Linked DNA regions of Gossypium hirsutum: region 2 is linked to region 1. A link is a contact called in public Hi-C data. All regions are on one chromosome and are shown on one strand. The core of a region is the stretch at or near the end of the contact, and the rest is flanking DNA. Distances in the headings are between cores, read along the strand shown. Region 1 holds the start of LOC107896233 (ras-related protein RABD2a). Region 2 has its middle 32 kb from the start of LOC107952205.

The links. A called contact is a pair of places that touch in the nucleus more often than the background predicts.
Region 2: a Hi-C map of leaf shows a contact between it and region 1, with 2.9 times the contacts expected there. The contact joins the enhancer-like site here to the promoter of LOC107896233 in region 1. A contact is called at or near these places in 18 of 34 Hi-C or Micro-C datasets (anther, callus, fibers and 4 more).

What each region holds. Positions count from the first base shown.
Region 1 is chrA08:8,995,070-8,998,907 of Gossypium_hirsutum_v2.1, forward strand. It overlaps LOC107896233 (ras-related protein RABD2a), which reads right to left and starts at 1,921. Exons shown (of 8, transcript XM_016821376.2): 1 at 1,600-1,921; 2 at 712-784; 3 at 334-381; 4 at 189-236. The coding sequence starts at 1,613. LOC107952496 reads left to right here and starts at 2,908. Exons shown (of 4, transcript XR_001698819.2): 1 at 2,908-3,313; 2 at 3,511-3,628; 3 at 3,712-3,808.
Region 2 is chrA08:9,137,641-9,141,478 of Gossypium_hirsutum_v2.1, forward strand. It overlaps the pseudogene LOC107951432. Among protein-coding and RNA genes, the nearest start is that of LOC107952205, 32 kb to the left of the region's middle. Within about 2 kb of position 1,986, at least 6 of the 9 cell types and tissues checked have an H3K27ac peak or open chromatin away from gene starts, as enhancers often do. A contact at or near this core is called in fibers and leaf, where this site is marked.

The DNA of each region.
Region 1 (3,838 bases), core at 671-3,170:
CAAAGGATTATGAGCAATTTTCTGGGACTAAATTAATAAAATGGGAATATACAAATGGAAAAAAAAAACAGCCAATGAAGAGGAGCAGATGAGGAGACAACTCATTCTACAAGGAATATTACCTTGATGACCTAGGATAGAAAATATTCAAAGAAATGAAATTAAATAAAAAACATGAAAAAACATACAATTTGAAGTTTAATGGTCTTCCCATCCTGCTCCACAGTGCGTATTTTCTACCAAAAAAAGAAAGCAAGAAGACAAGAAATTAGAATAATTGCCATAAATTTTGGCACTTAAAAGTCAAACTAACACTAAGGACTGTGTACTCACAAAATCAACCCCAATGGTGCTTATGTAACTTTCTACATATGAATCATCCTGCATTAAATAAATTACATAATGATCAGTTTCAAGATTTAGTCCCGCATAACCATCTGAAAATATCTGGAGACTTGATATTTCCAAATATAAAAAATATATATAATTCAGCTACCAAAATTGTCCTCCATCGAAGTACAAATTTTATTCTCACTATGCATTATATAAGCAATGGAACATTTAAATCAATTATTACTCATTAGTATAATCCATAACATCAAAAGCGAATATAAATATAAAGGTGCTCATACAAATATCTTGAATGTGCAACAGAACTCTAAAAAGTAAAGAGATTTAATCTCAAATGCCAATTTAAGTCAAGAAACTTACAGCAAATCTCAAAAGAAGGCAAGATTTTCCAACACCTGAATCTCCAATAAGAAGTAGCTTGAAAAGATAGTCACTGCAAAAGTGTGCAACCACAGATAATATTAACATACTTCTCAATGATGTAAGAACATGATATCTCTAATTATACCACGCACAACAAAAAGTTGATTTCCATAAACGATGCAAAACAGACAACACAAAGAGACTATTTCAGAAACCAAAACTAAAGTTGATATTGTCAGCAATAAAAACTCAGAACACCAAATTATTTACCAAAGGTCAACCCTAACAATTCCGCGTCATTGACGGTTGAATTCTTAATTTTGTTGGTGCCTCAATATAAAATTCATTTCAATTCCATTCAAGTTAGAGCAAGTGAGCATATGTTTGCTACATCACCCTTGAAAAGTTCAATCAATGGACACTTTTTCGAGTTAGATTTGCTTCTTCATCACAAATAATCGATTTGGCAAAGACATCGGAACTTACAGTATATCTTAATACTATTTAGAATCCAGTTCAAACCAAAATCCATTTAATTTTTTCTTATACCATATAGATACTACAAAGGAAGGGCGTGAATAATTGAAGAACGCATCAAAGCTCGCATCTTTTCCTCCTTTTTTTTTTCACTAAATCCCAGAGAGAAACCCCAGTTGGAAATAAGACAACTTTAGAAACAAATACAGACGAGAAAAGAAAATCCCAATTCCATCAACAGATCTAAGAGCAAAACCTAGCGACTTTCAACACCGAGAATTATAGTTTCTTACAAAAATTTCGAGCGTCATCGCACCACCAAGAAGAAAAATAACGTCACGAAATAATAAAACAGCGCAAAAAAAAAGTTAAAAATACTACTAAAATAAAAATAAAGAGAGAACTTACTATTCGGGATTCATGGTAGGCTGAAGAAAATAGAAAGATCGAAGGGTGAGATCGTCGAACTCGAAATGAAATTTCCGGCTATAGATCACAAAGATCTGACACCGTTTCGCCGGAAAAATTCGGCTGAAGTAAGGAGAAAAAGAAGAAGAAAGATAAAAGGGGGCAAAAGCAGAGATGAGAAGACACGCAAACGCAAGAGGGTGGAAGCCTGAAGCCTGAAGCAGAGAGAGTATATTTAAAATTGAAGTAAACGGCAATTCTTCGTTTGGTTCTAAGGAACTCTTTGGATCTGGGTCTGGAGTCGATTGAACTGGGCCATTGACGTTTACTCAAGAAACAAACAATAATGGATCTGATCAAGTTCCAGTGTTTGTTTTTGGGGCTGGGCTTTGTGGCTCACTTCATTACTGTTTAAGAAAAATGCAACGGTGGATTTGAATTTCTTTTTCGTTTTTAAAGGTCAAAAATTATAAATAAATAAATTTCCTTTGCAATTTATTTCTCCGAACAAAAAATCATCAAGGACTAGTTTTTTATTTTCTTTTTTCTTTAATTTTTTCTAAAATATTATTTTATTATTTTATTTTATTTATTGTCACATAACACACAAAATTAAAGAATCTAAGGAGTGATTTCACTTAGTACTCTCATAACCCAAACTTCCCAATTGCACAAAATTATTCTTTGAAAAGTCCTTGTAATTGATTGAAAACCCCAAGAATAATTCTCAGTAAAAAAATAATTTACTGAAAATTCAATGATTTTGAGAAACATAGGTTCAAATTATGGAGTAAACTTATCGATTTAGGATTTAGTAATCTCTTGATTGTAGGCTCACTTTTATACTCTTTTTCCATTTTTAGTCTTTAAAAAAATGATTGAAAACTCAATTTAATGTCATCTTTCATCAATTTACAATGCTTACGGTGGGTTTGGATGGGCAGTACATTTAATTACGGTTAGTGTAAAAACATTGGTGGTAGTGATATTAGATACTATAGCGATACTGTAATGTGTGACAAAAAATAAGTTAAATGCACTGCACCATACCCTACCGCCTATCTAAACCCACCCGTAATTGGCACAAAATTCTTACCTTCCATTATGATGATATATGCCACCAAAAATACTAACGCATTATCAATTTCCTTATTGTTATTCTCAATTAATTGTTATTATTAATTATTTATTATAAAAACTCAATTGTAATGGTCACTGATATTGAGGGTACAAATTTGGCAAAGATTGAATCATGTTGGCCATTGGCATATGCCTCTTTTAAGTGTCAATACAAGGATAATGCTAACGCTTCGTTTGGTTCAATGTAATGGCAAAGCTATTACAAGATGGTTCCAATTTCTATAGTAAAGCAGAGGTTTGGTTCATTGGAATGCTTAGAACACCGAATGGCGATTACAACTTCATTCCGAAAATTATTGCATAGTCATTCAGAGAAGGAGGTGCCGAATTGGCTATTCTAGCCTCTCCACCAAATGACCTTATTTTCCCTTTCGAAAACACCCTCAGATTGAAATTTCTCAATGATTTCACTTTTTCTTTTCTTTAGCCATCAACAATCTCACGCTCAAATCAACCTGAAAGGAAGCAAATCAACCTGAAGGCCAAAGACCCACACTTCGTTTACCGCTCCTGAGCGGTTCCAACCTATCACTGGAATTGCCTGGTGCTCAGTAAGGCCCTGCTTATTTTGATGGTAATTTTTTTTCTTTCTCTTGAATAGAGAAGTAAATCAATGGCTTATAGTCATATTCATTCAAGAAGTTATCCATTATCTACATGGTCCAAAAACAAGGTTGATAAATTGAAACTTTCAGGTCTCATTTTCCTTTTCCAGGTTGCCATATTATTTTACTGAACATTTGTAATTGAAAAGGTTGAACTTTTTTCTAGGTTTAAACGAAGCAGCATTTTCATTAGGTCATGGGCTTTCAATTTGCAGAACTCCCTATGTTAAATGTTCACAAAAGCTGGGTGAACAATCACTGGGCATTTCCAGAGTTGTTGATAAGTGGGTCTCATTTAAAAGATTGAATTCAATTTATCAAAATCTTGAATTAGAAGCCCAAAGTTACTAAATTTTTTAGGGTGCAGGAAACCAGTGAAAAAGGTTGGAAAGAACGAGCATCACTTGTGGAAGGAAAGAGATTCAGCTGGCTCTGGACAAAAGGCACTCAATCTTGATAGAATTGTAAGTTTAATTTGCTTATTTGTTCTATAT
Region 2 (3,838 bases), core at 736-3,235, 140 kb after region 1:
ATATAACCCCACCCCTTTGTGAAAAAAGAAACTCACAGAAAGACAAAAGGAAGGTAAGGTAGACTGGCAAAAAAAATTGCTATCAACATGGTAAATAAGTCATCTAAGTTGGATTACCTGAAGAAGAATACTCTCCTGGAATGCACAGTTGAAATCTTGAACAAGGAACTGCAGCACATGGCAAAACTAAATGTTTAAAATACAAGGCCATTAGAACTTGGAAGTCTAAAATGTAAGATGGTGAGAAAATTTTCAAATATGCTTTTTGCAGTCTGTGGCCCAAATGTAACATAAAAGATTAGATACTGCAATGATGCTACATAAATATTTAGATGTCTGGCATTGCTTAAATGCAATCTGCCATTATCTCTTTCACATCAATAAAGAAATTCATGTACAGGACAAAGAATGTCAAACAAAAAGGAGACAATCTGAGTAGACGCCCTGTTGATAAATAATAATGAATAGACTAAAGATGAAAAACACTCCTTTTAAACTTCAAAGGGAAAGTGTTTTAAAAGTTCAAAGATGAGATATTATTTAGAATAAAAATAGAAGAAAAAGCACAAACAAGCCTTTTCAAATCTCTCACCAAAAACAAACAAATGTTTGCTGTGTGTTCCACATGAATGTTTAAGACCCCAAAACTTCTTAAATACAAACTGGCTGTATCTCTCGCGCATCAATCATGAGAAACAATTCTTGCATATACAAGCCAAAGAATGTCAAAAGGAATACAAAGGAACAAGTAGAGAGTTGCTAACAGCTAGTGATTACAACACAGCAAAGGCATTCACCTCCTCAGGAGGAAGCCTAAACAGTTGGCGATATTCTTCACTCCTCAATGCTGCTGGAGACTGAAATTTAAAAGCATCACAGTTAGTCATAAATGCTAGAAGTTTTAAATTCAACAAAAGCAAAATACACATATAACCTTTTCTTCAATGCATTTTTGGTTTGCTCATTTTTGAAACGGAACAGAATATTAAGTCGTCATACCTACTTACTATAATCAGTCCATGTTTTATTCCCTATGCATTAACTAGAACTTCTTATAGACCATCCTCTTTTCAATCTCTTGTTAGATCAAAATATTTATAAATAATATTTCTCATTTCTAGAACACCAATCAAACAATATTCCCCGTTTATTTTGAATTGTGCTTGTTACAAAAGCAGCTTTCTTATTTTGTTACCATCCAGATGATCTCTCCCTTATTCGTCCCTTGCTTGCATTATATATACATGAATTCGGCAACAATTTCTGGCTTTCATATAATTCCCACGGCACTAAACTTACTGCTGGTTTACAGGGTGCTATACCATGCGACAAGATTGATGGAACTTAAAATGCCGATAGCTTACAACTTTGTAGTACTAATCGAGATGGTCCTTAGCTACATAAATACCAAGTCCTTGCAAAACTTTCAGGAACTAATTTACGAACTTAACCATGAAAACAGAATAGCTTCAACCTATTCCTAATAATAGAAAGTTGAAAGTAATTATACCAATATAAGGGTAATTTGTTTCAACCATACGCATAGCAAACTTAAAATCAAAACAGAAGCCAAACCTATATTCTCGCCTTTTCCCTAGCTGTTGTAAAAGGAGCAGAGAAACGAATTAAGTTACTAGAGTGTGATAGGAAAAGGAACCTGAATGTCAACTTCTCTGTAACTAGGATTAGGCGAAGAATTGGAAGGATCATAACGATCGGGAGTGCTGGTGGTAGACGAACCATTCGGCGAAGTTGAAGAATCGGAAACGACATTGGAAGCTCGTTGAGAAAGAGAAGGATCCAAGGGCGGCCTCGGCAGGTCTATCCTCTCTGCGGCGGCGGACGCCACTTCCATATCAAACGGAAAGAACCAAAGAGCAACGGCGGAGATCTAAGTTTTCGTGCTTTTTTTTTTGGGGGGGGTGGAAGCGTAGTTGGTGGAAAGTAGAAGCAAACAACAGCGCAGTTTTGCAGTCAATTTCAGTGCGGCGCCAAGCCTTCAAGGAGAGACGTTGACAATATTTACGCGCGAACCGTCGATTCCCTGGGTGGTCCCTTTCCACGTGCGGAAGTCAAAACAGTCCGTCGAGCTTTTTCTTTTATCATTTTTCTCCCTCTATTCAGGGCGGAGCTAACAGAATTCCACTTGTTGCGATTTCAGTTGGTGCTTTGTAACCAATTCTCTTAATTTAAAATTTCCTTTTTTAAGAAGTTTTTATGATTATATAATTAACCGAAAAATCAGTAAACTTTAATTTAATATATAATTTAAGCATTTTGATTTCTTGTACTCTTAAAATTTTAATTATATTCAAATATATACATAAAATTTTATTTTAATTTAATTATACATATCTAAATAAATAAATAAATAAATACATTAAAATATTATTATATTAAATAAATATAATTATTTGTATATACAATATATAAACATGAAATGATATTATATTAATAGTTGTATTAATAATACGTAAAAATTAGATCAATTAAAATTATATATATAAAATTACATAAAATTAAAATTTATTATATAAAATTATACATTAAATGAAACTTCATTCATATATAATTTGAAGATTTATAATTATAATAACAAATAAAAACATGTTAGGATGGATTGAAAATTAAATTTAGAGTTTATTGAATAGAAAAATATTAAAATTTAAACACATAATAATTTAAGTTGAACTCGCACGTTAAAATCTCAAACACAACAAAAGTCTCACTGGGATTTAAAATTTCATATTAATATATGATTTATTTTAAAAATTACTTCACTCTAAATTGTAAGACATTAATTATATATATACAAGTACTAAAATTTGTCGTTACATCTAAAAACAATAAAGGGTAAATTATACTCAAAGTCACTAAATTATTAATAAGTTTACGTTTTCATAATTTAACTTCAAAAAGTTACAAAATAGTTACTGAACTATTCAAAAGTTTTCATTTGAGTCACTAGATTGTTAAAATCTCTATTGTATGGTCTTCTCAATTTGCATCGTTTGCACCAATCGAAAGTTCTTATTTCTCTTCTCTTCTATGGTCATTTTTTTCATGAAACAACTTTAAATGTTATGAATTTTGCAAACCGAAAGCCAAACAACTTTCTTCTCCGATCTCTAACACTGGCCATTAGATTGACTTGGATCTAAAGTATGTTTTTCTATTCGTAGATGAGTATCAATACATTGTATCGATCATCGAATTGTCACTTAGAGCTCACTAACTGAACTTAATACTTAACAGTTCAGTGACTTAAATAAAAACTTTCAAATAGTTCAGTGACTTAAATGAAAACTTTTGAATAGTTTAGTGATCATTTTGTAATATTTTGAAGTTAAGTGACCAAAACATAAACTTGCTAATAGCTTAGTACTTGGGGTGTAGTTTACCCTATAATAAATAACTAAATTAAAATTGTGAATCAATTGAATAATTAAATTAAGGCTCCGTTTGTTTCACTAAAAATGACTTCTGGAAAATGATTTCTGAAAAATGATTTATTTTTCTAGAAAAGCTAATATTTCTGGTGTTTGGATGAATTTGTGTAGAATATTTTTTTATCATTTGACAAATTTCCTGAAAATATTTCATAAAAGTTATTTTCAATGAAACAAACATACATTTGAGATTATGATAAGTAGTGAATTGATTAAAAAATGATGTTAAGGTGAAATTATAATAAATAATGAATCTTCATGGTGTTAAGAATTAAATTGTAAACTTTGTGAAATTTATAATTGAAACAAAAGAAATGATATCCATGAAAATTTGTCATGTGAAATAAGATATTATAATGAATTATTTGATTAAAGTGCTTATATGGTGA